Linked DNA regions of Mus musculus: all the other regions are linked to region 2. The links are chromatin contacts, called in public ChIA-PET and promoter capture Hi-C maps. All regions are on one chromosome and are shown on one strand. Each heading gives the region's core, a stretch centred on a gene start, on an enhancer-like site or on the middle of the called end of the contact. The rest is flanking DNA. Distances are from core to core; before and after follow the strand shown. Region 1 has its middle 35 kb from the start of Rgs8. Region 2 holds the start of Rnasel (ribonuclease L (2', 5'-oligoisoadenylate synthetase-dependent)). Region 3 overlaps Npl (N-acetylneuraminate pyruvate lyase).

Region 1 (4,714 bases), core at 780-3,279, 130 kb before region 2:
GCTCTGATGCTCCACTCCCCCCTCCCCCCAACCAGACGCTCACTCAGCAGGTATGTGTTGTACAGACATACACACACGAGGGACATCCATACAGGAAGGAAGGGAGGAAAGGAGGAAGGAAGGATGAAGGATGCAGGAAGGAAGGATACACAGGAACTCCTAGTGGTTTCAGAAGCAGAGGCAGATGTTACCTTGTAACTAAGTGTTCACAACTTATTCATGATTTCTTCCACCCTGCACCGTTTGAAATGTGTATACATAAATGTTTTTCGTAAATTGCTAGTTTAACGTTTTGATAATGGAGTCATGCTATTTTATTTTAAAAGCTCAACCAGCGTATCCTTCTTTTACCTGCAATAATGGAGCTTGGTTGAGTCTTATTGCATTAATGAGTGGCCCATCTCACTAGCATTTCAGGGACGCATTCTATCAACTGAGTTTCCCCCTCCCCCAAGTGTGTGTGTGTGTGTGTGTGTGTGTGTGTGTGTGTGTGTGTGTGTTGGAGAGCAACATGCTGGTAAAGGAGAGACATTTTGTAGGAGACTGACTGCCAAAGTTAACTTCAGCATGTTACGTAGTGATGTGTGCAGTGTGTCATGGGCAGTGTGTGAGGTCAGAGGATAACTTACAGGACTTGGTTCTCCCCACTCCCACCTCAGCAGCCAAGCCGCAGCCTCTGCCCGGGTCTTCCTTGATTTCAAATACTTTTGAAAAGTATTAAGTTTTGGTGTGACTGGTTGGGTGACACCTAGAGACACCTTCCAGAGGGCCAGAAGCTTCCTGGCACACAGGAACGTGACTGAGAGACACGCGGAGTAGTCCACACTATTCCTGTCTCAGCTTGCCTTCAGCAAGTCCCTAAAATGCCCTTTCCCTAGGTGCAGAAAACCACTCTTCTTTCCTTGGCTCTTGACAGCATGGCTGAAATGGCAGCTGTGGCCATTTCAGTCATTCTGGGTGATGGAGACTAAAGCATGCCCAACAAAAGTAGAGATAAGAGAAGCATCCTTTGAGAGGGGAAGTGGGAGAGAGTAATTTTGATGGCATCCTTAGATCCAGTTATAACCAGCATTGAAGTTAGCTTTTCAGTTACACGAGCTCTTCCCTTTTCCCTTCTCTTCAGGTCATCCCAACTCCTAGAACCTGGTGCGTGGTAGGCACTAAATAAGTATTTGTGAAATGCAGGAGCAACGTGAGCTGTTAATCTAATTTTTAAAAAAGATTTATCTCTTTATTATATGTAAGTACACTGCAGCTGTCCTCAGACACACCAGAAGAGGGCGTCAGATCTCATTACAGATGGTTGTGAGCCACCATGTGGCTGCTGGGATTTGAACTCAGGACCTCTGGAAGAGCAGTCTGTGCTCTTAACCACTGAGCTATCTCTCCAACCCCCTAATTCTTTATTCTTTAAATTTTTATTATTATGATGTGTGTGTGTGCAGATGTGTTATTATGGCCTGTATGTGAGAGGCAGAGGACCATGAGTAGAAATCCATTCTATCCATTCTCTCCTTCCTCCATAGGAATACTAGGGATCAAGCTCACATCACTCAGTGTCACATTGCCAGTGCTGGCTCTGTTACTTCAAAGCAGAGGAGTTCTTACTAAATCAAGAGGATTAAAAGTATAAATACATGTGCACGTAGGTGTGGAAGTATATATATATATGTACATATTTATGTGTATATACAATTATAACCATGTGTGATGGTGACTCTTGATTGTCATCATAACTGGATTTAGAATCACCTAGGAGATATGTCTCTGTGACCAGACAACACACACTTCTTTCTGTCGCCAACGCTCTAATTGAGCTGCTGTAGTCTAACTTGTCACGACGGACTAACTCTCCAACTGCAAGCCAGAAGAAGTCCTTCCTTCCTTAAGTTGCTTTTCTGCACAAAGTGAGAAAAAAGTAACCAATAAGCCAAGGTGGAACTGAAGTGCTACCAAGCAGTGCTCGATGTTTTCTGTTGATAAGCTCACAGGACGGAGCAGAGAGGGAACCCCAGAACAGGAAGGATGCACTGGGCATGCGCAGAACTCAGAAGTGCTGTGGTCCTCCTGCCTGTCAAATGATGGTCACGGGCACAATGTTGAACAGACCGAGTGGGTTTTGGAAACTTTAGAACTTTTTGGTAGCCACAAAGGAACCAATGGAAGATTGAGAAGGAGGTGAGGTGTTACCCGTTACACAGTTTCAGCAGCAAACCGGAAGCTTCTACCTTAACTGTTATACACTCCTACATAGTAGGGACTCAAGACCACATAGCACATTAGACAAGATGTTTAGTGAAAGAGCTTTCGAATTTATGCCATGTAGGCCACTTTTATGACTAGTCATTTTCCGATGATGGTCTGTGGTTAGACACAGTCATTCTCAAAAACATATTTGTAATTTCTGGTACTCTAAAATAGAAATGTGTAGGCCCAAGGGAAGACAACGGAAGCAAAAGAAGAAAAATCTAGAGAAAGCTTTTTGGTGTAGATCTGTTGTTTTTTTAAAGATGAGTTTAATAAAAAAATATTTAAGTATTAATCATATATTTAGTATTGTGAATAAAGTATTTAAGTGTTTACCAGTATTAAAGTGATCAAATAAATTCAAAGAGACATGCCTTTCAGAAGAGACAGGAATTGAGTGAGCAGTTCAGAAACTGGAGTCTGTTATGAAAACTGGCTGGCACCATTTGTTGAAAATGCTGTTTTTTTTCCCACTGGATGGTTTTTGCTCCCTTGTCAAAGATCAAATGACCATAGGTGTGTGGGTTCATTTCTGGGTCTTCAATTCTATTCCATTGGTCTACTTGTCTGTTGCTATACCAGTACCATGCAGTTTTTATCACAATTGCTCTGTAGTACAGCTTTAGGTCAGGCATGGTTTTTCCACCAGAGGTTCTTTTATTGTTGAGAAGAGTTTTTGCTATCCTAGGTTTTTTGTTATTCCAGATGAATTTGCAGATTGTCCTTTCTAATTTGTTAAAGAATTGAGTTGGAATTTTGATGGAGATTGCATTGAATCTGTAGATTGCTTTTGGCAAGATAGCCGTTTTTACTATATTGATCCTGCCAATCCATGAGCATGGGAGATCTTTCCATCTTCTGAGATCTTCTTTAGTTTCTTTCTTCAGAGACTTGAAGTTCTCATCATACAGATCTTTCACTTCCTTAGTTAGAGTCACGCCAAGGTATTTTATATTATTTGTGACTATTGAGAAGGGTGTTGTTTCCCTAATTTCTTTCTCAACCTGTTTATCCTTTGTGTACAGAAAGGCCATTGACTTGTTTGAGTTAATTTTATATCCAGCTACTTTATTGAAGCTGTTTATCAGGCTTAGGAGTTCTCTGGAGGAATTTTTACGGTCACTTATATATACACTATCATATCATCTGCAAAAAAGTGATATTTTGACTTCTTCCTTTCCAATTTGTATCCCCTTGATCTCCTTTTGTTGTCGAATTGTTCTGGCTAGGACTTAATTTGCTAAACACATGAAACTCAAGAAGAATGAAGACCAAAGTGTGGACACTTTGCCCCTTCTTAGAATTGGGAACAAAGCACCCATGGAAGGAGTTACAGAGACACAGTTTGGAGCTGAGAGGAGAGAATGGACCATCTAGAGATTGCCATATCTGGGGATCCATCCCATAATCAGTCTCCAAACGCTGACACCATTGCATACACTAGCAAGATTTTGCTGAAAGGACCCAGATATAGCTGTCTCTTGTGAGACTATGCCGGGGCCTAACAAACACAGAAGTGGATGCTCACAGTCAGCTATTGGATGGATCACAGGGGCCCCAATGGAGGAGCTAGAGAAAGTACCCAAGGAGCTAAAGGGATCTGCAACCCTATAGGTGTAACAACAATATGAACTACCCAGTACCCCCCAGAGCTCGTGTCTCTAGCTGCATATGTATCAGAAGATGGCCTAGTCGGCCATCAGTGGAAAGAGAGGCCCATTGGTCGTGTAAACTTTATCTGCCTCAGTACACGGGAACACTAGGGCCAAGAAGTGGGAGTGGGTGGGGGACTTTTTGGATAGCATTGGAAATGTAAATGAAATAAATATTTTTTTTTAGGCTCTCCGCTTATGAGTTTATTATTTTTACCATTCAAAAGAAAGTTCTGGATTTACGGCCTCCCCTTCTAGCCATTTAGCTCTCGGATGCTGAGAGAGTGGGCTGAGGGCATAGATCAATTCACATCTAGGGGTTTTGGTCATTGGGGTCACACTTGATCATAACTTTCAGCCCCACTCCCTTTTTGGCTGTTTCAAAGGCTTCAACTGCCTTCTCCAGGGGGAATCTGTGGGTAACTAAGGGCTTTACATTCAACGTCTTTGATGCAAGCATGGAAATTGCCATCGGCCACGTGTTGCAGTATCGAAACACGCCTTTGATATCCACTTCCCGAATGGCTGCGTGCACCAGGGGTAAATTGACCATCTCGGCGCCCATTCCCACAATCACCAAGGTCCCACCAGAGTGAGTGGCATAGATGCCCGTCTGGATGGAGGACTCGGCTCCTGTGCACTCAATGGTAACCTCCGGCTTGCTTCCCAGCAGGCTTTCCACCTTACTGGCAATTTCCTGAGGGGTCTCTTTGCCAACCTGGATGGTAAAGTCTGCTCCAACTTCCTTGGCTTTGGTCAACCGAGAAGCGGATAGGTCAGTCACCACAACTTGAGCAGCTCCCATTGCTTTGGCC
Region 2 (4,721 bases), core at 1,151-3,650:
ATGAACGCAGGCGCCTGAAGCTGGGATGAAAGGTGGACATGAGTCGCTCAATGTGGGTTCTGGGAACCGAACTCGGGTCCTCTAGAATAGATGTATTCTTAACAGCGGAACCGCCCTCTCCAGCCTGAATTTCTTTCAGTTTCAAAAGCTTTGCTTTTCCCCGTGGAATTCTATGTCATGGCTAGAATTTGTTGTTTATTAATTCATTTTTGGTGAACATTCAAAATTATGAAATTGGAATTATTAACACAATTCCTAACACAGTCAGTGTCTATAGGAGTTATGGCAAGATTTCCTTAGTTCTTTTAGGGCTAAAATTTATCTTCCAATCTGGAAGGTCTTAGTTAAAGAGACTGTTCAGGGATCCAGGGTCTATGAGGTGTAAATTCAAGGCAGATAGAATGCTTGAAATTGGTCCAGGAGAAGAAAGAGAAGGCCGAAGTTAGGTATCCGATCCTAAGTTAAGTAGTTGATGCTAAGGGTGAGAGATGCAAGGGGCTTAGGTGCTATATTACAGGGTAGAGTTACCTTCAGGGGACAAAGGCAGGCAGGCAAAGCTTGCAGCCTTTCCCCTCACATCTTGGCAGTACCTGGAAGATGCTGCACACTCAAGGGGAGGGGCTTCACCCTTCAGTTACGCCTGCAGGAAATACTCTCAGAGACCCACCCAGAGCCTTTCTCTTTGCTAATATCCTATGCAATCAGGTGACCGCTGAGACTAACTGGCACAGTCACAGATTCAGGCACTGACTTAGACTTTGAGTAAAGCAAGAATCTGTGGATCTTTAAAAAAATTTTTTTTTCTTTTTACATCAAGCACCCATTTAAGGGAGAATTTTCATTTTAGCCATTCACAGGACAGCTCACAGAAAGCATGGAGCAATATTTAGAGCCACACGACTGACTTTAATCTGGTGTCTGCAGGTTGCTAATCAGTATGTTTCTCAATTTCTCAGGCTCTCACTTTGTATTATAAAATGTGACTATAAATAGTATTGGCTTCAGAGAGGTTTTGTGATGACAGAAAATGTGTGAAAAGTGTGTGTTAGACGGCTTGGTGACATGCTCAAAAACAGCAAACACTTGTCTGCGGCAGATACTGCTCTAAATACTCGGCATATGTTAATTCCTGTAATTCCTGTAAGAATCCTATAACATTAAAGACATAGAAGCCAGAGCGTTTATGTGAATCACTCCAATAAATGTAAAGAGATACCAGTCAGCTGGAGCTGCATAGCAGCCAGCCCAGACCACTCACACATTGCAGATAGGAGAAGGTCAACCTTCTACTGGTACAACGTTACAGCACTGGCTTCTACCCAAGTTCCCAGAAGGGTTTGGTAAGCTAAGTGCGAGTCTGGATGTGAGCCGGAAGTCTGATGTTCTTTTTGGTCAAAGGAAGGATCGAGGATACCACAGTGGGAAGTGGTTCAGGAGGAAGAGGGAAAATGCCCTTACATTTGCGTTGGCCGTTTGTTTCCTCTCCGTGTATCCAGTCCAGGTTTCCCACTCACTCCTGTGCCTGCTGTCTACCCTTGGTAAATTATTCCTTCAAAGTTTAAATCCCACCCAGAAGAGATCTTTGGTTCAAGATGGTCCAAGGGAAGTCATGGTTCCTGTCTTAGACTCTCCTGTCATACAGATCTGTCCTCCTCCATGCAGATCTGTCCCAGCATTTGTCCCTCCCCAAAGCAGACAGCTGGTACCAGGTGCCCCTCCCCCCATGCTCACGTGATGTGACAGCTAAAGAATTACTGTGTTTTCTTCACAAGGGGGACTTATACTTCCTGCCCTGGCCTTGATCCAGAGTTGAGTTTTCTGGTGGAATCTGATGGATGCCTTCCTCTGTTAATTACTGGGTCTCTCATCCTTTATGTGTTTATAGTTTAGGATTTTATTATAGGCACATTTTGTATTATAAGTGGCCTCAAATCATTTTTAGAATTGGGCTTTGGAAATCATAAAAAATAAATAAAAAGTAACAAACCAGCGCGCCAGCCTTACCTCTTACAAATCGGTTAGATCTTCAACGACTCCGGGGTCTGCTCTGGGTTGTTTAAAGCTCTTCTCTAGGGAGAAGGTTCCAGGATGCGGGAAATGAAACTTAGCTTTTCAAAACGACCCATTCGGACTAGCTGGTTCTTGTAAGCGGAACCTATTCTCCAACATATCAACTGTGGCTCAACTCTAAATATGAGGGAACACACATACGGGTGAGCAAGACGGCCCTGGCAGCTCCGCTCAGCGGCGGTATGAATTACTTCCCCCAGACACAAACAACCCCATGGAAATCGGCAACAATTAGAGTAGCCATCCCATGACCTTGGGGGAACAAGACACAAACAAGGGAACTGAATGAAGACCAAAAGTAGCTGAACGTCGCCCTCTGCTGGCTAATCTGAGTGATTTCTGCTTTCTGTGGCAAAGCTCCTCTTTGTTCTGTCTGGTTCCTAGAAAACAACAGTGAAAGTGTCCTTCGCGGAATTTCTCTTGCTTCCGAACAGCATCCAGTTGCGCACGAGTCTTTGTTTCCTCGCACCCCAGATCATTCCTGCCACCCCAAGCCTGTCAGGATCACGTATGTAAGCAAGGCTCAGAGGTTTCTGGGCGGAGTTCTTATTTGTTTATGACAGGCAAGCTTCCTGAACACAAGCTAGCTGCTCTGGGTGGGGCGGAGAGCCAGTGTTCTCTAGGAGTCTTTGTCACTTCGTCTGCTCAGGACAAACTAATGTCACCTGCTCTGGGCTGGCACTGGGTGCCTAATTCTAACAGTCTAGGTTAAAGGTAACAGTGTAGGCACTCCAATTAGTAACCCTTCGATGACTCATACGTGACTTGTGGCTCAGGTGGCCGTCAAAAACAGAACAGCTTTAGAGTGCCAGCTCAGAGCTGTGGTGGTCGGACAGCTGGTTAGTTTTTCTCAACTAGATACAAACTGGAAGTCACCTGGAAGAGGGAACCTTAACTGGGGAATTGTCCCCACTAGCTGGGCCTGTTAGCATGTTCCTGGGGGGCATTTTCTTGATTAATAATCAATGTGGGTGGTGTCACCTCTGAGCAGGTGGTCCTCAGTTATAGAAGGAAAACAAGCTGAACAGGCCACGGGGAAAGTCAGTAAACCCCATCCTCCCATAACTCATAAAGGAAACACTTTACTGACTGCCTGCGTCTCAGGGACTCCCATCCCAGTACTCTAACGGCCCCTCCACATCTGCTTAACTCTTCCCTGTGGGGTTTTCATCATAAGATACAGCACAAGATGCAGTTGTTTGGTTCCCCATCTGGCTTCAATGATAACGAAGGCAGGAGCGTCCTTCTCTGTGATGTAGCCCAGTTTCCAAAGCACAGCAAGCTACTTACCCGCTTTGTTCCCTGGATTCTCTAGCTGTAAAGTGGGGGTGAAAAGCAGTAGCTATCACAAGATTTGCATCCCTGGGTTGGTATTTGTGAAGTGCTCAGAACAGTTCCTGAAGTACACTCAAGAGCTATACAAATGTTTTCTGTCCTTAGCATAACTGCTGCCACACCACCACCACCACCACCACCATAATCCTTGTTACTATTATCTGTTCAGGTAGCAAAATAGCACACAGGAAGACAGACCAGAAACGGCGGGATATATCGAGGCACCCACGAAGCCCATAGGAATAGGGACTGCCAGGGACTACTTCATACCTAGAAATCTTATTATACGCCTTTTCTTTTAAATGTACTTAGAGACTCAGCAGGCAAAGGTGCTTGCCAGACAAGCCCGGTGACCTGAGTTTGAGCCCTGGAAGGGTGTACAGGAAGAAGCAGAGAACTGACACCCAAAGTTGTCTTCTGACCTCCATCAGCCTGCCCAAACACACACAGCATGTAATGCACACACACACACACACACACACACACACACACACACACACACACACACACACACACACACACATTCCTTCTCTGCATCAGGAGCAAGCTCTGCCCAGAGCTTTGGAATTTTGTAGTAAGCTACTGTAGTCCAAGCAGCACTTACAGTCATCACTGGCAAAAGACTCTCTGCCTGCCATGTATTAGCTGTGGGATGGTTTGACTATGTGTGATGGTTTGTATATCCTTGGACCAGGGAGTGGCACCATCTGGAGATGTGGCCTTGTTGGAATAGGTGTGACCTGGTTGGAATAGGTGTGTCACTGTGGGTGTGGGCATAAGATCCTCACCCTAGTTGCCTGGAAGTCAGTCTTCCACTAGCAGCCTTTGGATGAAGATGTAGAACTCTCAGATCTGCCTGCACCATGCCTGCCTGGATACTGCCATGCTCCCACCTTGATGATAATGGACTGAACCTCTGAATCTGTAAGCCAGCCCCAATTAAATGTTGTTTTATTAAGACTTGCCTTGGTCATGGTGTCTGTTCACAGCAGTAAAACCCTAACTAAGACACTATGTTTACCCCACAGAGTGGCACTATTAGGAGGTGAGGCCTTGTTGGAGTAGGTGTGTCACTGTGGGCATGGGATTTAAGACCCTCATCCTAGCTACCTGAGAGCAAGTCTTTTCCTAGCAGCCTGAAGATAAAGATGTAGAATTCTCGACTCTTCCTGCACCATGCCTGCCTGGACACTGCCATGCTCCCACCTTGATGATAATGGACTGAATCTCTGAACCTGTAAGCCAGTCCTAATTAAATGTCCTTATAAGACTTGCCTTGGTCATGGTGTGTGTTCACAGCAGTAAATTCTAAGACA
Region 3 (4,834 bases), core at 310-2,809, 230 kb before region 2:
TGGGACTACAGCAGGGAGAAGGTGCAGGCAGTTCCTGTCCAGTGCGATTTACTGTCTCCTACCTTCTAATAGAAGATGCAGAGGGTTTGGGATACAGTTCAGTGGCAGACCACTTGCCTAGTATGAGTGACACCTGGGTTCAAGCCCCATTATGGCAAAACTAACCAGTTAAATGAATATGGAGATACAAAGCGGTTGCTATATATGCCTAGAGTTTATGCTATAGCCTAGGCTGCCTAACCCCACCAGCAACCACTCATGGCAGTCTTTCTGTTTTAGCCTATCAAATTTTCTTATTCTTCCATGGGGCTGGAGAGACGGCTCAGCACTTAAGAGCACTGACTGCTCTTCCAGAAGTCCTGAGTTCAATTCCCAGCAACCACATGGTGGCTCATAACCATCTGTAATGGGATCTGATGCCCTCTTCTGGTGTGTCTGAAGAGAAATATGCAGAAAATAAATAAAAATTTCTCTCTCTCTTTTTTTTTAAAGAGAATCTTAAAAAGAAGAAGAAGGGGGCTGGTGAGATGGCTCAGTGGTTAAGAGCGTCGACTGCTCTTCCGAAGGTCCCAAGTTCAAATCCCAGCAACCACATGGTGGCTCACAACCATCCGTAATGAAATCTGATGCCCTCTTCTGGAGTGTCTGAAGACAGCTACAGTGTACTTACATATAATAAATAAATAATTCTTTTTTTTTTTTTTTTTTTTTTTTTTGGTTTTTCGAGACAGGGTTTCTCTGTATAGCCCTGGCTGTCCTGGAACTCACTTTGTAGACCAGGCTGGCCTCGAACTCAGAAATCCACCTGCCTCTGCCTCCCAAGTGCTGGGATTAAAGGCGTGCACCACCACGCCCGGCTTAATAAATAATTCTTTAAAAAAAAGAAGAAGAAGAAGAAGAAGAAGAAGAAGAAGAAGAAGAAGAAGAAGAAGAAGAAGAAGAAGAAGAAGAAGAAGAAGAAGAAGAAGAAAGAAGAAATCTCATGCAGCCTAGACTGACCCAATCCACCTGTCTCTACAGAAAATTACAGGCGTGTGTGCCACAGCTCATTTTATCAACTCTTCTTTTAAGTCTAAGAGCCTCTATATAAATAAGGTGATGTGAATGACTGATGAAGGCTGAGGTAATGGGATGGCTTGCTTTGGAGCAATTTTAACTGCCTCATCAGTGAGCTGTCTAGTCCAGTAAGGTGGGATGGAGAGCGTTTTTTGTGTATTTGTTCTGTTTTTCAAGACAGAGTTTCTTTGTGGAGCCCTGGCTGTCCTGGAACTCATTCTATAGACCAGACTGGCCTCAAGAGATCCACCTGCCTCTGCCTCCTGAGTGCTGGGATTAAAGGTGTGACAACACTATCAGGCATAGTAGAATTTCTTGATGGAAGGCTTAGGATGGGGAAGCTGGAGAAAATATTAAAAAAAAAAAAACAAAAACAATACTTGGGTTTTGGACAAATGGCTCAGGGGAGGAAGACTGGTCCTTCTTTCATTTCCTCTGTTCACAGAGCTTCTCACGACCATCTCTAACTCCAGTCCCAGGGAATCTGATGTCCTCTTCTGACATCCATGGTCACCAGACACCCACGTGGTGTAGACATACATGCAAGGAAGTTACTTGCAGTCATACACATAAAATAAATAGAATTGAAACCATACTTACTCTTTACCCCGGTCATGGAAGGCATGTGGTAGTAATAAAATGGCAAAGTAGGAGCTGCGGCTGCCACCTCTCTCAGGAAGCTTATCAGGGCATCTGAAAAAATAGGAGTCACGTGAACACGAATGAGACAAGTGGCTTTTCTGCATTAGGAAATGGTTCAGTGAGATGCAGACAGCTGAAAAGCTGAAATTCCTGACCACCCTACCGTTCAACTACACAACTAAACATCCCTGTGCCTTAAGTTTTATCTTTTCTTTTGCAGAAAGGTCAAAATAAGGGGGCTGGAGAGATGGTCCAGAAATGACAAGCACCTGCTGAGGATCCAGGTCTGACTTCTATGCTCACACAGTGGCTCACAACCATCTATTCCAGTCCTGGAGGATCTGACACGGTCTGCTGGTCTCTGAGGGAACCAAGCATGCCTGTGTGGTTCAGGTTCAGATATATGTGCAGACCACACACACACACACACACACACACACACACACACACACACACACACAAATAAAACTGAAAAATATGATAATTGTTTTCCTACCACACTAGTATACCATTAAAAAACTGGCTCTCACTGGGCCGAGTGGGGCACACCTTTAATCCCAACACTCAGACTTGGGAAGCAGAGGCAGGGGAGCATCTGTGAGTTCAATAGCTTGATACACTAGCAAGTTCCTAGCTAGCCAGTGCTACATAGTAAGACCCTTTCTCAAAAAAATAAATGAATCAATAAATAAATGTAAAAATAAAAAATAAAACATAAAAAAAGAAAGAAAGAAAAAGAGAAAAGAGCCAGGCAGTGGTGGCACACACCTTTAATCCCAGCACTTGGGAGGCAAAGGCAGGTGGATTTCTGAGTTCCAGGCCAGCCTGGTCTACAGTGAGGTCCAGGACAGACAGGGAGATACAGTGAAACCCTGTCTCAAAAAAAACAAAAAACCAAAAGAAAAAGAGAAAAGGTTCCAGGGAGGCTAGGAAATGGCCCAGTCAGTACCTGCTTCTCGAACAGGCAGAAAGACCTGAGCTCAGATCCTTGGCGCCCAGTAAAAAGCAGGCGTAACGGTGTGTGCCTGTCATACTTGCTCTGACAAGTAGACACAGGTGGATCCTTGGCTAGTCAGTGAACTCCAGGCCAGTGACAGAGGAACCCTGTCTCAAAAAATATTTTGGATGGTAAAAAAGGAAAATACCTGAAGTCAGCTTCTGGCTTCCACATGTAAATGCACACACACACACACACACACACACACACACACACACACACACACACGGACTAAGGGTGTAGCTCAGATGTAAGTGTATACATGTCATACCCAAGGACTGGGTTTGATCACCATCATGGTGGGGGTGGAGAACAAGGCACATACTTTCCCATTAGTAGAAGATGATCATCACATATTACCAAGAAAACGACATGGAGGACTCCCGTCCTTTTACCCCAGGAGGACTACATGACAACAACAGAGACTATGCACCAGAGTCACAGCCAAGAAGCTAGAACTCAGACAGTTCTACAAAAGCAGAGACATCAGCTTCAAGAGGGAGGTTATAGCCGGGCCTGGCAGTGTAGGCCTGTGATCCCAGCTTCCAGGGAGACTGAGGCAGGAGGATCAGAAGTTCAAGGCCTGGGGCCCGTGGGAAGGCTACACAGGTAAAAGTACTTGCAGCTCAAGCCTGACAACCTGAGTTTGATCCCCGAGATCCACAAAGGAGAGAGTGGAGTCTTGAAAGTTCTCATCCCCTCATCTCTAGACTCAACTGTGGCTATGTGCATTCATGTGGGGTGTATGCACGTGTACACACACACACACACACACACACACACACACACACACACACACACACGCTTCGTGCTGCACATCTGGGCAATGAAATAAATAAATTCAGGGCCAGCCTGAATATCTTAGACATTTTCTCAAACATTTAAAAAAGAGAGGGGGAAAATTCTGGCCCAGAATAGTTCAGACCCTGAGTTCAATCGCTAGTGCTTAAAAGGCTTTATTTTTATTTTTATTTTTATTTATTTTTTTAAGTTTTTTTTTTTAGATTTATTTATTGGTTATATGTAAATACACTATAGCTGTCTTCAGACACTCCAGAAGAGGGAGTCAGATCTCATTACGGATGGTTGTGAGCCACCATGTGGTTGCTGGGATTTGAACTCCGGACTTCGGAAGAGCAGCCGGGTGCTCTTACCCATTGAGCCATCTCACCAGCCCCTTTTATTTTTATTTAAAAAACAAAACAAAACAAAACAAATAGTGTTAGGCATGGTGGCACACTTCTTTAATCCCAGCACTTGGAAGGCAGAGGGAGGTGGATCTCTGTGAGTTTGAAGCCAGCCTGGTGTACAAAGAGAGTTGCAGAACAGCCAGGGCTACACAGAGAAACCTTGTCTCCAAAAAACAAACAAACAAAAAAAGCATGTGTGTGAGGGATAAGAGTAGTGACTGGCATCATTGGGCACTTTCCCCCTTTTCAGATGGATCTGGACAGAGCAGAAGCCTGCCTCTGGTTTACTGAGGTAGTGGGAGTCCTCTGGTTACCAAGTCAACCAAGCACTACTCAGAGATCTAGAGCTGGCTGACACTACATGACACCCAAAAGCAGGACAATGTTATATGTCATACCTTCTTTTTTCTTTAAAAAAAAAAAAGTTTTTTTTTAAGACTGTAGCTGTCTTCAGACACACCAGAAGAGGGCATCAGATCTCGTTACAGATGGTTGTGAGCCACGATGCACGATGTGGTTGCTGGGAATTGAACTCAGAACCTCTGAAAAAGCAGTCAGTGCTCTTAACTGCCGAGCCATCTCTCCAGCCCCTGTGTCATAATTTATGTACTGTGCAAAAATGTTCAGCACACAGGAAAATTGTTATGTATAATTCACTTCTCTGTTCATATTTTTGGAAAAACTGCTCATGTAAAAAATGGCAAAACAGCCTGAAAACAAAACAAAACAAAACAAATCATGTCTATTCTAAATTCTCAAACTATCAGTAAATAAGTTACTTACCTATAAGAGTAATTGTTTCCTGTCTGCCAACAATTGCAGACATTCCACAACAATTCCTGCATCTAGTTATGGTTTTAATCCTCTGCACAAATAGCTCCCTCTCCCCTGCTCCCTAAATCAGGACAGCAGATATCCTAGGTGAATAACAAAAGGAAATAGAAAGGGG

What was found. Promoter capture Hi-C pulls out the DNA fragments that hold promoters and counts their contacts. ChIA-PET counts read pairs in DNA pulled down with a chosen protein or histone mark.
Region 1: an RNA polymerase II ChIA-PET map of effector CD8 T cells shows a contact between it and region 2, with 186 read pairs. The contact joins the enhancer-like site here to the promoter of Rnasel in region 2. A contact is called at or near these places in 18 of 39 promoter capture datasets (3T3-L1-derived adipocytes, the C10 cell line, the HPC-7 cell line and 11 more), 9 of 484 Hi-C or Micro-C datasets (the C10 cell line, CD8 T cells, the HPC-7 cell line and 5 more), 22 of 115 datasets of contacts at active chromatin or transcription factors (the 230-238 cell line, CD8 T cells, the HPC-7 cell line and 16 more) and 5 of 9 other capture datasets (adipose tissue, embryonic stem cells, liver and 2 more).
Region 3: a contact with region 2 is called in a promoter capture Hi-C map of the HPC-7 cell line. The contact joins the enhancer-like site here to the promoter of Rnasel in region 2. A contact is called at or near these places in 25 of 39 promoter capture datasets (the 3T3-L1 cell line, 3T3-L1-derived adipocytes, the C10 cell line and 16 more), 2 of 15 datasets of contacts at CTCF or cohesin (large pre-B cells and pro-B cells), 30 of 484 Hi-C or Micro-C datasets (B cells, the Ba/F3 cell line, the G1E-ER4 cell line and 12 more), 31 of 115 datasets of contacts at active chromatin or transcription factors (the 230-238 cell line, CD8 T cells, the HPC-7 cell line and 18 more) and 5 of 9 other capture datasets (adipose tissue, embryonic stem cells, liver and 2 more).

What each region holds. Positions count from the first base shown.
Region 1 is chr1:153,615,387-153,620,100 of GRCm38.p6, forward strand. It overlaps the pseudogene Gm6652. Among named protein-coding and RNA genes, the nearest start is that of Rgs8, 35 kb to the right of the region's middle. Within about 2 kb of position 2,030, at least 30 of the 459 cell types and tissues checked have an H3K27ac peak or open chromatin away from gene starts, as enhancers often do. A contact at or near this core is called in the 230-238 cell line, CD8 T cells, Th1 cells and 7 more, where this site is marked.
Region 2 is chr1:153,747,026-153,751,746 of GRCm38.p6, forward strand. It overlaps Rnasel (ribonuclease L (2', 5'-oligoisoadenylate synthetase-dependent)), which reads left to right and starts at 2,401. Exons shown (of 9, transcript NM_011882.2): 1 at 2,401-2,582.
Region 3 is chr1:153,517,227-153,522,060 of GRCm38.p6, forward strand. It overlaps Npl (N-acetylneuraminate pyruvate lyase), which reads right to left. Exons shown (of 12, transcript NM_028749.1): 7 at 1,657-1,749. Among named protein-coding and RNA genes, the nearest start is that of Npl, 30 kb to the right of the region's middle. Within about 2 kb of position 1,560, at least 2 of the 459 cell types and tissues checked have an H3K27ac peak or open chromatin away from gene starts, as enhancers often do. A contact at or near this core is called in the HPC-7 cell line, where this site is marked.